Regions from separate parts of the Gossypium arboreum genome. Here region 2 is linked to region 1. A link is a contact called in public Hi-C data. All regions are on one chromosome and are shown on one strand. Each heading gives the region's core, a stretch centred on a gene start, on an enhancer-like site or on the middle of the called end of the contact. The rest is flanking DNA. Distances are from core to core; before and after follow the strand shown.

The links. A called contact is a pair of places that touch in the nucleus more often than the background predicts.
Region 2: a Hi-C map of leaf shows a contact between it and region 1, with 6 times the contacts expected there. The contact joins the promoter of LOC108464866 here to the promoter of LOC108464869 in region 1. A contact is called at or near these places in 3 of 5 Hi-C or Micro-C datasets (all in leaf).

Annotation. Positions count from the first base shown.
Region 1 is chr3:21,960,500-21,965,757 of ASM2569848v2, reverse strand. LOC108464869 (meiosis-specific protein ASY1) reads right to left here and starts at 2,548. Exons shown (of 22, transcript XM_017765146.2): 1 at 2,334-2,548; 2 at 2,170-2,226; 3 at 1,469-1,565; 4 at 1,305-1,373; 5 at 1,114-1,206; 6 at 894-1,020; 7 at 715-784; 8 at 577-618; 9 at 89-217; 10 at 1-7. The coding sequence starts at 2,336.
Region 2 is chr3:22,193,648-22,198,349 of ASM2569848v2, reverse strand. LOC108464866 (REF/SRPP-like protein At1g67360) reads right to left here and starts at 2,331. Exons shown (of 3, transcript XM_017765142.2): 1 at 2,147-2,331; 2 at 1,816-2,049; 3 at 919-1,593. The coding sequence starts at 2,164. The coding sequence ends at 1,150.

The DNA of each region.
Region 1 (5,258 bases), core at 1,299-3,798:
TTTTCACCTGTACAAAGTTACCGTTAACGAAAACTTTGATTAATATACGAACAACAAATGCGATCCCCGCAAGCCTTGAAAAAGTTACCTTGAGAGCTAACACAAAGTGCTTGCTGTTGACATTTCCAACTTCCATCCTTAAAGGATTTTTGGTCCATGAATTGTGAGCTTCGTCTTCCGTACAGCCTCTAAAGAATGGAGGCTCATAGTCCATTGGCTGTACTTGATGAAATTAGCGCGTTACCATAATACCATATTTTGAAGTTAAATCTAAAAAACTTTGACAAAACAGTTACCCGAAAACTGGAAAATCAGCACATAGACAAACAAGCAACGAGTTGCTTCAGTTCAATATGCATTGCAAGCATGCGACAGCTGGCCAATTTTACGACTATTACCCGGAGAAGTGAACATATGCTCAACAACCAAATACCCAATCCACTTATATAGACAACAAGAATTCACAAATAATTTCCCATATTTTATTGAACATTTGGGAAATTTTAAACTAAATTAGCCCCAGAATTGAGGTAGATGGTAAGCAAAGTCTTCACGGGGAAAATAAGAAAGGCGTACCGTCACATCATCATAGTAGAGGAGTTTCATTAGTATAGTACGCTGAAACAGAAGATAGAATAAAGATATCACAATTAATAATACCAATACAGCTGTATGTAAAAGAAATATTTAGAAAGCTTATTTGCTAAAATTTACCTCTTCAGGCATCTTATCGAGAGTTCTCATCAATTGAACCAGAGTACGGACCATTTTACAAGCAGAACTCCTGAAATTTTACGTTGTTATGGAAGTTTTAACTTAAAATTGCATCTTTAAACAACAATTGGTAGAAAATTCAAGATTATACTGGGTTGAATGAATCGAATTTTTATCACCTCATTTGATTGGGAGTAACTTCAGTGGTGGAGTTGCAGATGAATGCTCTGCCATGCCTTTTGCTTCCAGTGCGATTAATATTCATCGAAACCTCTTGGGTATCAGAATTGGAATAGCTAAAAGAGACTGCATTGAGAAGGGATACTCAATTTATTAAATCAAGAATCGAACCACTAAACTTTGAATACGGTTAGAAAAACGGTGACTCGGAAATTTTACAGGAATATTCCTCAATCATTGCTCCATCTATTGATTCGCATATGCAGAACAATAGTGTTTTCAGGTACTTTTTCTGCAATGCATCATAGACACCTGGGAAGAAGAGATAAATGATCGAATAATTAAATTCAAGGATGCGACAACGATGAAAACAGGAAAAAGAAGTGAAGAATCAATGGAAAACAACTTGCCTTTCTCCATCCAATCAATCAGTCTACGAGACTCTGCATCCAACGGCATCAGCTTCTTGATCTTCATCTCTAATGATAATTGTTACGATTTTGAAGAAATTAGCCAAAGAGGTTTTGGAAATTTTAAAATGAAATTTGTGAAAGTCTTAGAAGATGAAGCTTACCTAAAGCAGGGACGGATTTATCGTTGAAATAATTTTCTGGAAAAAGGCCTCTGATATAGCTAATATTGAAAATAGCAATACGAAGCAAGTTCCTCGTCTGTCAGGAGAAAAATCAATACACAAAGATGAGATCAAGTTAAATATATTTATAATCAAAGCTTCAATTCCAAAAGCTTCTAGGTCTAACTATGATAATAAAAATAAGAAACTCGGATCCATTGTGCAGCAAAATTCACGAGAGAAACAGAAAAACAGAGCAATTTTCTCGCGAAGTTGCGATGAACTATAAGGAATCAGTACTGAAAAAAAATTTAACGGCAGGCATTACCAGCTATGAGAAAAATTTTCATCGAAGCGACAAAGCAAAATTAAAATGTTCAGATCTGCAGACTATTGGTACATAAAAAGCCTTTAATATCCAAGTTTCCTAGAGAAGTTAAATTTCAGCAAAAAACGAGAACAGAGATTTTGGTTTCTGCCTACGTTGCATTTATCAGATTGAGTTTATCGATGCACTCAAATTTTTGAAGATAAAAGAAGGAACTATATTACGATCAAACAGGAGAAAAACAGAGCAAAAATTTATGTAGCGACTAAGTATAGAACAGCAAACAAGCAAACTTAACGCTGTGTTGAGACATCAAATCAATGCCAGGGGAATCAAAGAAACGAGCTAGAACTGGATAGTGGAAATGTTTTACCAGAAGGAGAGAATCTTGCTCGGTGATCTCCGCTTCTTTAACCTTCTGCGCAACAACCTGACAAGATAAAGCGGTACAAGTTATAACGAGATTGGAGTAGAGAAATACAAAGAAAACGTGAAATCGTGATTATGGATAGGAAATGCTTTGATTTTAAAGCCCACCATTGTTGTAGAATTTTGATTGAGAGAGCTAAGAACTCAAATGGCAGAAAGCGAGGATAAAGAGAAATTTTCAGAGAAAACTAGAGTGTTTGGCTTGGAAATTTGAATCAAATTAGAGAGAGAGAGAGAGAAAGTAAGTAATGGCGGGAGAGAAATGAGCTTGGAGAGTTAGGGAGTCGCTATTTATAGAAGGTCGGTACATGAAATTTAAATTTTAAGCACGGCTAAATTAAAAATGCAGATGGTGTGTTTGAACTGTAAAGTGTGGTGATGAGGGATGAAATTGTTATTTTACATGAACATTAAGGGCGTTTTGGTCTTGGAATGCTGACGTGGCAGCTTCAGCTTGGCCAATACATCATCAACTAAGCACTGGTTGCCGGGACTTGGAGTCCGTTGAAGCACCGTACCCACTCTGCCAATGAGAGACAGTTACATGAAAACTAGACGTCCGCTGAGCACCGTCGCGAGCTTGCTCATGAACCTCCATTTTCCATTTTCAAATAAAATGAAGGCTTAATCCATTGTTTATCCTTTTTTTTTTTTAACAAGCGAGTAAATTCTAATTCTAATTTCTCTATTTTTAAAATTATAAAATAATTAAATTTCAATTTATGATTATATTTCACTCAAATTGAGATTTAATTTATATATTTTAATTTTAATATAATTTAGTACATCAACTTTTATAATATCATTAGTTAATTTGAATATTTTATTCTAATTAGAATGGTAATATAAATTTTAATAATTAGTAGTACCGTTAAATTTTTTATTAAATTTTAGTCAATTACAATTTTTTATTACATAAATAATAAGTGTTTTTTTGTCAAAATTATGCATAAATGTTATAAAATAATATATAAAAATAATACACATGATAAGATACAAAAGTAATGCAGGAATGTACATAAAGATGCATAAGATAATACACAAACAATGTTATAAAATAATACATAAGGATAAACACAAGGTTATGCAATGCATAAGTGTATAAATAAAATAATGTTAACCTCAAGAAATTCATAAAAATATATATAATTATCATCCTTATTATCCTAAAGAAAGAATTTATGACCATAAATTATTGTCGTATATATATCATGCATTACATAAATAAAAGTTATATATAGTACATAAATTCAATACATTAACTCTACGTTTGGTTGGGGTGAATAGAATAAGGGTATAATGGAATAGAAATGTAATGGAATAAAGTTGTAATAGAACGAATCTGTCATCATAATTTAATTATTTGGTTCAATGGAATTGAATAGAGTGTAAATAATATTTTTATATTTGGTTGGAATGGAATAGATATTGTAATAGTATAAGGAAAAATATTTAAATGACCGAAATACATTTAGTAGAATTTTTTAGGTAAATGATTATTGTTATTGTTATTAAATTTTAATAAGATTATTATTAAATATAATTTAATAAAAAGTAAACAATTTAATCATATTTTAACACAATTATTATTAAATATAATTTAATAAAATAATATATAATTTAATAATATTCTTAATATAATTATTATTAAAATATAAATTAATAAAAATCATAATAAATAATTTAATCATATTTTAACATAATTATTAATAAAATTTAATAAAATAATATATAATTTAATAGCTTTCTTAATATAATTATTATTATTTTAGGTACATGACTATTTTTTTTTCAAATTTGGATCATTCTATTTCTTGTCGTTGTTCACTTTTTCATTGAATCAAATACAAGAATAATGTTGGAAAAGGTCACAAAGAAAAACAAAAGTGTAAAAGGATAAAATTACACAATATTTCATTACTTTTTTATATTCAAATTTGACAAAGGCCAATTCTTGAACCATTTTACTCCATAGATTACATTTTTATTACAATACAAGTTCAAACTTATACACCCAAAAATGGTAGAAACATGAATTTGTTGATCACACTCCATGACCAGCATTAAAATTGGTACAAATCCATTGAGGGATGATAATGGTGTCGATTTCCAACATCTGTAAGAAATGTTGAGTTGTTTCTTAGCTCACATTAAGGCTCACTTGAACTATTGATGAATTGTTTTCAAAACCGAATTTTTACTGCCTATTTCTCCCACCATCGCTCTGCAAATCAATTAAAAAGGAAACTAATTATATATATGAAGAATATAAATATATTAGGGACCATATAGAGCAAGACAAGAATATATTATATATATTTGAACATGAGACAACTATTTCAGGCAATTAAGATAAAACAGAAAAGTCATCCATAATGCTAATAAAGGAGGTAGATCAAAACATTTGTAGTCTTTTTTAAGTGAAATGGAGATAAGGGCAAATGATTTGAGCTAAGAAAGAAAGAGAGTAGAGAACTGATCTGAGCTAAGATTTGAAAATGGTTGATAGTATAGGAAACATTAAACATGGTGTAAGTGTAACACCCCTAACCCATATCTGACGCTGGAACAGGGTTACAGAGCATTACCAGACTTAAACTCAAACAATTATACATTTTATATTCATTTCTCATATCAAACAAAAGCCATTCAAATTCATCCATATAGTCCCTAATACGAGCCCTCGAGACCTTAAATAGTCATTGAAAAGGGGTTCGAGACTAAACAAAGTACTTAAGAAATTTTAAGAAAGTAAGGAAAATTTTCAAAGTGCAGGGGACACACACTCATGTGGCCAAGCCGTGTGTCTCACATGGCCAAGTAACACGCCCGTGTCTTAGGTCGTGTAGGCATTTGAAATGGGGACACATGGTCCTATTCCAGCTCGTGTCCTACCCCGTGTAACTCACTAACTTGGATCACACGGCCAGACCACACGCCCGTGTGCCAGGCCGTGTAACCTTCAAAAGGGCCTCACACACCCGTATGTCAAGCCATGTGCTATGCCGTGTGAAAACTAGAGGCTATACTGAC
Region 2 (4,702 bases), core at 1,082-3,581, 230 kb before region 1:
TTCCATTAGTAACTTCGTAGCCATATAGTCAAATTAAATTTTGGATTGGTTTGTTATTTGGATTTAAATTTTAGGTTCAGACGGATTTGATACGATTTTAGATTTAGATATGAATATGTATTTAATATTTATTAATTAAAAATATACCAATTCATTTGTTTTAAAAATGCAAAATCGATTAAAAAAATTGAATAATCAAAGAAAGATTTAGGTTTGAAATTCGGAAATAAAAGGATTCTAAATAAATAAAATCAAACTTATTTTATTTTGATTTAATTGGTTAATCCATATTTTGGTGTCACTTAGTTAAAAGAAGTGGTAAAATCCATGGCCAGAAGGGAATAGCACGAAGACTAGGGAGCAGCACAAAGTGAACTGACTTCCAACAAAACCAAGTTTAGAACTTTATTAGACAGAAAAAAATTGAACAATTAAGTTTAATATATACTTATTTCTCAAGCAAAAATCAAACTTGATTGTCACGGTTGAGATTTTAGTAATAGAACTTAAAAATTCAATTAACTGGTAAATTATTTAAAATTAATTAAATTCATGTCTTTTAACTATTTGTTTTATTTAATTTATATTATTTAATTTACATTAACCCTAAAGTATAAAATAATTATCTTAAATTCACTAACTGAATTGATAGAAAAATAGCTAAAAACCATATTTTCTATTTTGAAAATAATTTTATTTATGTATTAACATTTTTAATTTTTCATCAGAAATTATCAAAATATGATTTAACAAAATTTTTAAAAATTACCTAATGTCAGTGATGATTGAATTGAATTTTTAATTTCTAAAAATACAAAAGCTAAAACTCAAATTTTATGTAAATGCAAGGACTAAAACAGATTTTAACCTTTATTTTTTCACCAATAGGTAAACCTTTATTATTTAAAAAATGCCTAATTTAATTTTAAATTAAAAATAAATAACTTTTTAATCGTATGTACTCATAATCTAATACAAGCTGGAAGATTGAAAGTTGAAAAGGGCATATCATAAAATCAGCCACAAATTCAGAGAGCAAACATGTCAGACATCTAAACGAACCAAGTCATATTAGATTCGACATGTAGCCAATTTACAATGGCAAAGCATCACATTGCCTCTCTACTAACACACTCAGAAACCAAACACCTAATCTGAATCTGATTCAGATTTATGATCATCCGCATTTGCTTTCTCTTTTCCTTCAGCTTCCTTAACAGCCTTCCCAAAGGCATCAACGGGAATCGATGGTAAATACCCAACCACAGGATAACCTTTTCCGCTCTTCTCCTTTAACCAACTGTTGTATTTCTCACACAAATTAGCTGCTTTGGGAACAACCTTTTCTGTCACTGAGTTGAAAGTCAAGTTGCTGTTCAGTTTAACCCACAACTTGGTCGAGCTTACCAACACCAAGTTCTTGTACTCAGCTGCAGCGTAGTGCAAAGCCCCTCGTGCTCCATTGGTTCGAGCCTCCTCTACTAGTTTCTGAGCCTTTTGGGTTGCCTTTTGGACCAAATCGTGGGCCAGGTTAACCACTTGCTTGGCTGGTGCTGGAGCATGCTCGTCAAATTTGTGTGAAACCTCATCTACCTACGGTTATTTTAATCAAATACGATAATAAAGTTAGGAATAAATTGGTTCACGCTAAACTGAACTTTCCCCATTTTTAAAATATTAGATTTAATCCTTACTCTTCCGATGAATTTCAAAATACTAAAATTACTTGCTAAACTTAAAGACGAGAAAGAACTAATCAACAGAAACTTCTGATCAAAAGTTCCAAACAGTGATTTTTTCTTAATGGGCGAATACCTTGTTATCAAGAAATCCAAGAAAATGATCAGGAACATCCTTAAATTTCCCGTAGGCGGGACCGACGGCAGTGGTAACGGCATGCTCGACGGCGTCAACGGTGGATCTCAACGGCCCCGAGTTCTGTTTAGAGTAATCGTAAAGGTTCGAGACGCAAACCAAGGCGTGGATTGTAGCCACCCTGACGAAGTTTAGGTGCTTGAGGCCTAAATTCTTGTTCTCAAACTCTAACCCCTAACATTTTAAATCAAATCACAAACAAAAAAGCTCTAAGCTTAAATTTTAAAATAAGGGAGAAAGGAGGAGAAGAAGAAAGAAGAGATCAAAATACCTTCTCCATGGTTGCCATCTGTTTGATGCAAGTATCCTTTGCTTCACTTTTTTGAGAGAAAATAAACGATCGTAATCTACGGTGTAAAACAAGTGCAATTTTATTTATTTTATAGATGAATTCATATGGGATGTTAGATGAGATCCAACGGTTTATATCGGATCTAAGGATATCACAATGCCAGAGCGGGCGGTTTTCCAATTTCATCTTTCTTTACTTTTCTGGGTGCAAATAGAGGATTCTAGAAGGACACGTGGAAGGATCTTACTTGGTGGAGATGCAATAATATCTAAGGGAACCATTTTCTTATTCTTGGGCGGTCTGTTGTGAGGTCCACCCATTCCCACACCAATTTTTATTCTATCTAATTGCGCTGAATATTATTAAATTATTTGTAAATTATATTTTAATTATTTAATTTTAAAAATTTTAAAATAATTTAAAAATTTTATTTAAACTATTGAATGATTAAAATTATTATTGTATAACTTTTTTCGTTTGTATTACTTGCACAAATTAAAAGATTTTCTTACTCTTTTTTTTACAGTTTAATTTTTTTAAAAAATAATGTTGAATGTTATAAATTTCAAACTAACATTCAAAAATATTGTCCTTTAATTTTGATATTAATTATCAAATTAACTTAAATATAAGATATGTTATTATACTTATTAATAAATATTAATCTACTTTATTGATCATTGAAGTGTCACTTAAAATTCACTAATTAAACTTTTAAAAAAATTTAATAACACAATAACTTTAAATAATTCAACGGCTTTTGTGTCTCATTTTACTTTTGGAACTCATAATTGTGATAGGAGGGAAGCAAGTGTTGAGTCGTTAAGATTTAATTATTAGATTTTTTTTACAAAAATATTATAATTTTATAAGTTGTATTAGGTTGTGTTTTCTATATTTTATATAAAATTGAACATATTAATATATATAGGAGAAGAATCAGAGTTGTTTAGTGTTTTGGATTGGGATGTGAACTACAGATTTAATATCAATATATTCTTTTATTATTATATTAGTGGTTAATCCACGATATATTAATAATCAGGGTGTGCTATTACATGAAAAATTACTTAAAATATAATTTCTCAAAAATGAACTTATAAATTTTTTTTTATGTTCGGGTGATTTTGCTTTAACAAAATTTTTACAAAATCTAAGCTTTGAACATCAAAGAATACTCGTTCAAAAAATTCTTTCTAACATAATTTTATTTATTTTTGAATTAAATAATAATTATTTATGGTTAAATACAAATTAATTTACATAAACAACCATATGTATATATTTTAGTTAAAACATGCTCCAAATTATTGAGCAATGACCAAACACAAACACAAATTTCATTTTCCAAACAATCATAAAATTATTAATAAGTAGAAGGTAAAACATTTCCAAAATGTGAGGCATTTTATTACATGCAGAAGTAAAAAAATTGAGATACACTCTGCTATATCATCTGAGTAGCTCATGTTGAGTGACAAAATAAAATAGAACAAGACTGAAAAATTGCAAACTCTGTACTAAACACTACAACCACTTACACAACACATATAACTCATGGAAACATATAACTAACAGCGGGATTAGTACAAAGAGACAGGCAAAAACTGGCATTTTAAGTGCATTTTTAACAGCTTTAATGGCATTCCAATCACCTTGGAACTTCTTCCCATCCTTTGTTCCACCATGGATAGCTAAAAGAGAGCAACCAACAATACATCCACTAGCATATTTGATTGTATCATGTGAATATGGGAACACTCTGATTTTGCAAGAAACCGACACGTTGAGATTCAAAGCCAACTTTTCCACTAAAAGATTTCACAAGAGGAAGGTTGTCCATCAAGAAAGCTCCATAATTTCTTTGTCTACCAATTGGCTAACGACACCTACATGTAAACCAGGCAACCATTTATGGTAGAAGCTAACAATTTTCAACCAGGATCCTATTTCATAACCACTCTTGTAATTTGCTCTTCACTTCCTCAAATGGCTAAAGTTAATATCATATAAATTTCAGCATCAATACCTACCAAGGGTACTATCATGTACTTGTTTTCCATGAAAGTAAAGTTTATAATTATACCCCAAATTAATATTAATATAATCGTAATAAGATTTAACTCTTCTTGCAGCATCAAGAAAAACATCAAGGACATTATCACAAAATTGAACAAACAATGTGTGGTCTCAATGTCTGCATATTCAAACAAAGCAATGACCGAACACCAATTGAAATTGTTGGAGCAAGCAGACATGAATAACAAAACACTGAAATAGACTAATGAACAAAGAAACACGTTGACGCAACCGAGAGGATTAATGAAGACATGCGCTCCACCATGGCTTCGCTTGAAAAGGTAGTTTTGGATTCACAAGCCACGTGTGCTGCCCTCATTATTGAATTATCTAATTCACAGTTTTCTGTGGAGAATCTTACAACCGTCTTAGAACTGAGATAAAAACTAGCATACTAGAGTTGTAGGTGCAAAACACAATAGAGGAAAACAAAAATCAACGTCTTAACACTAATCA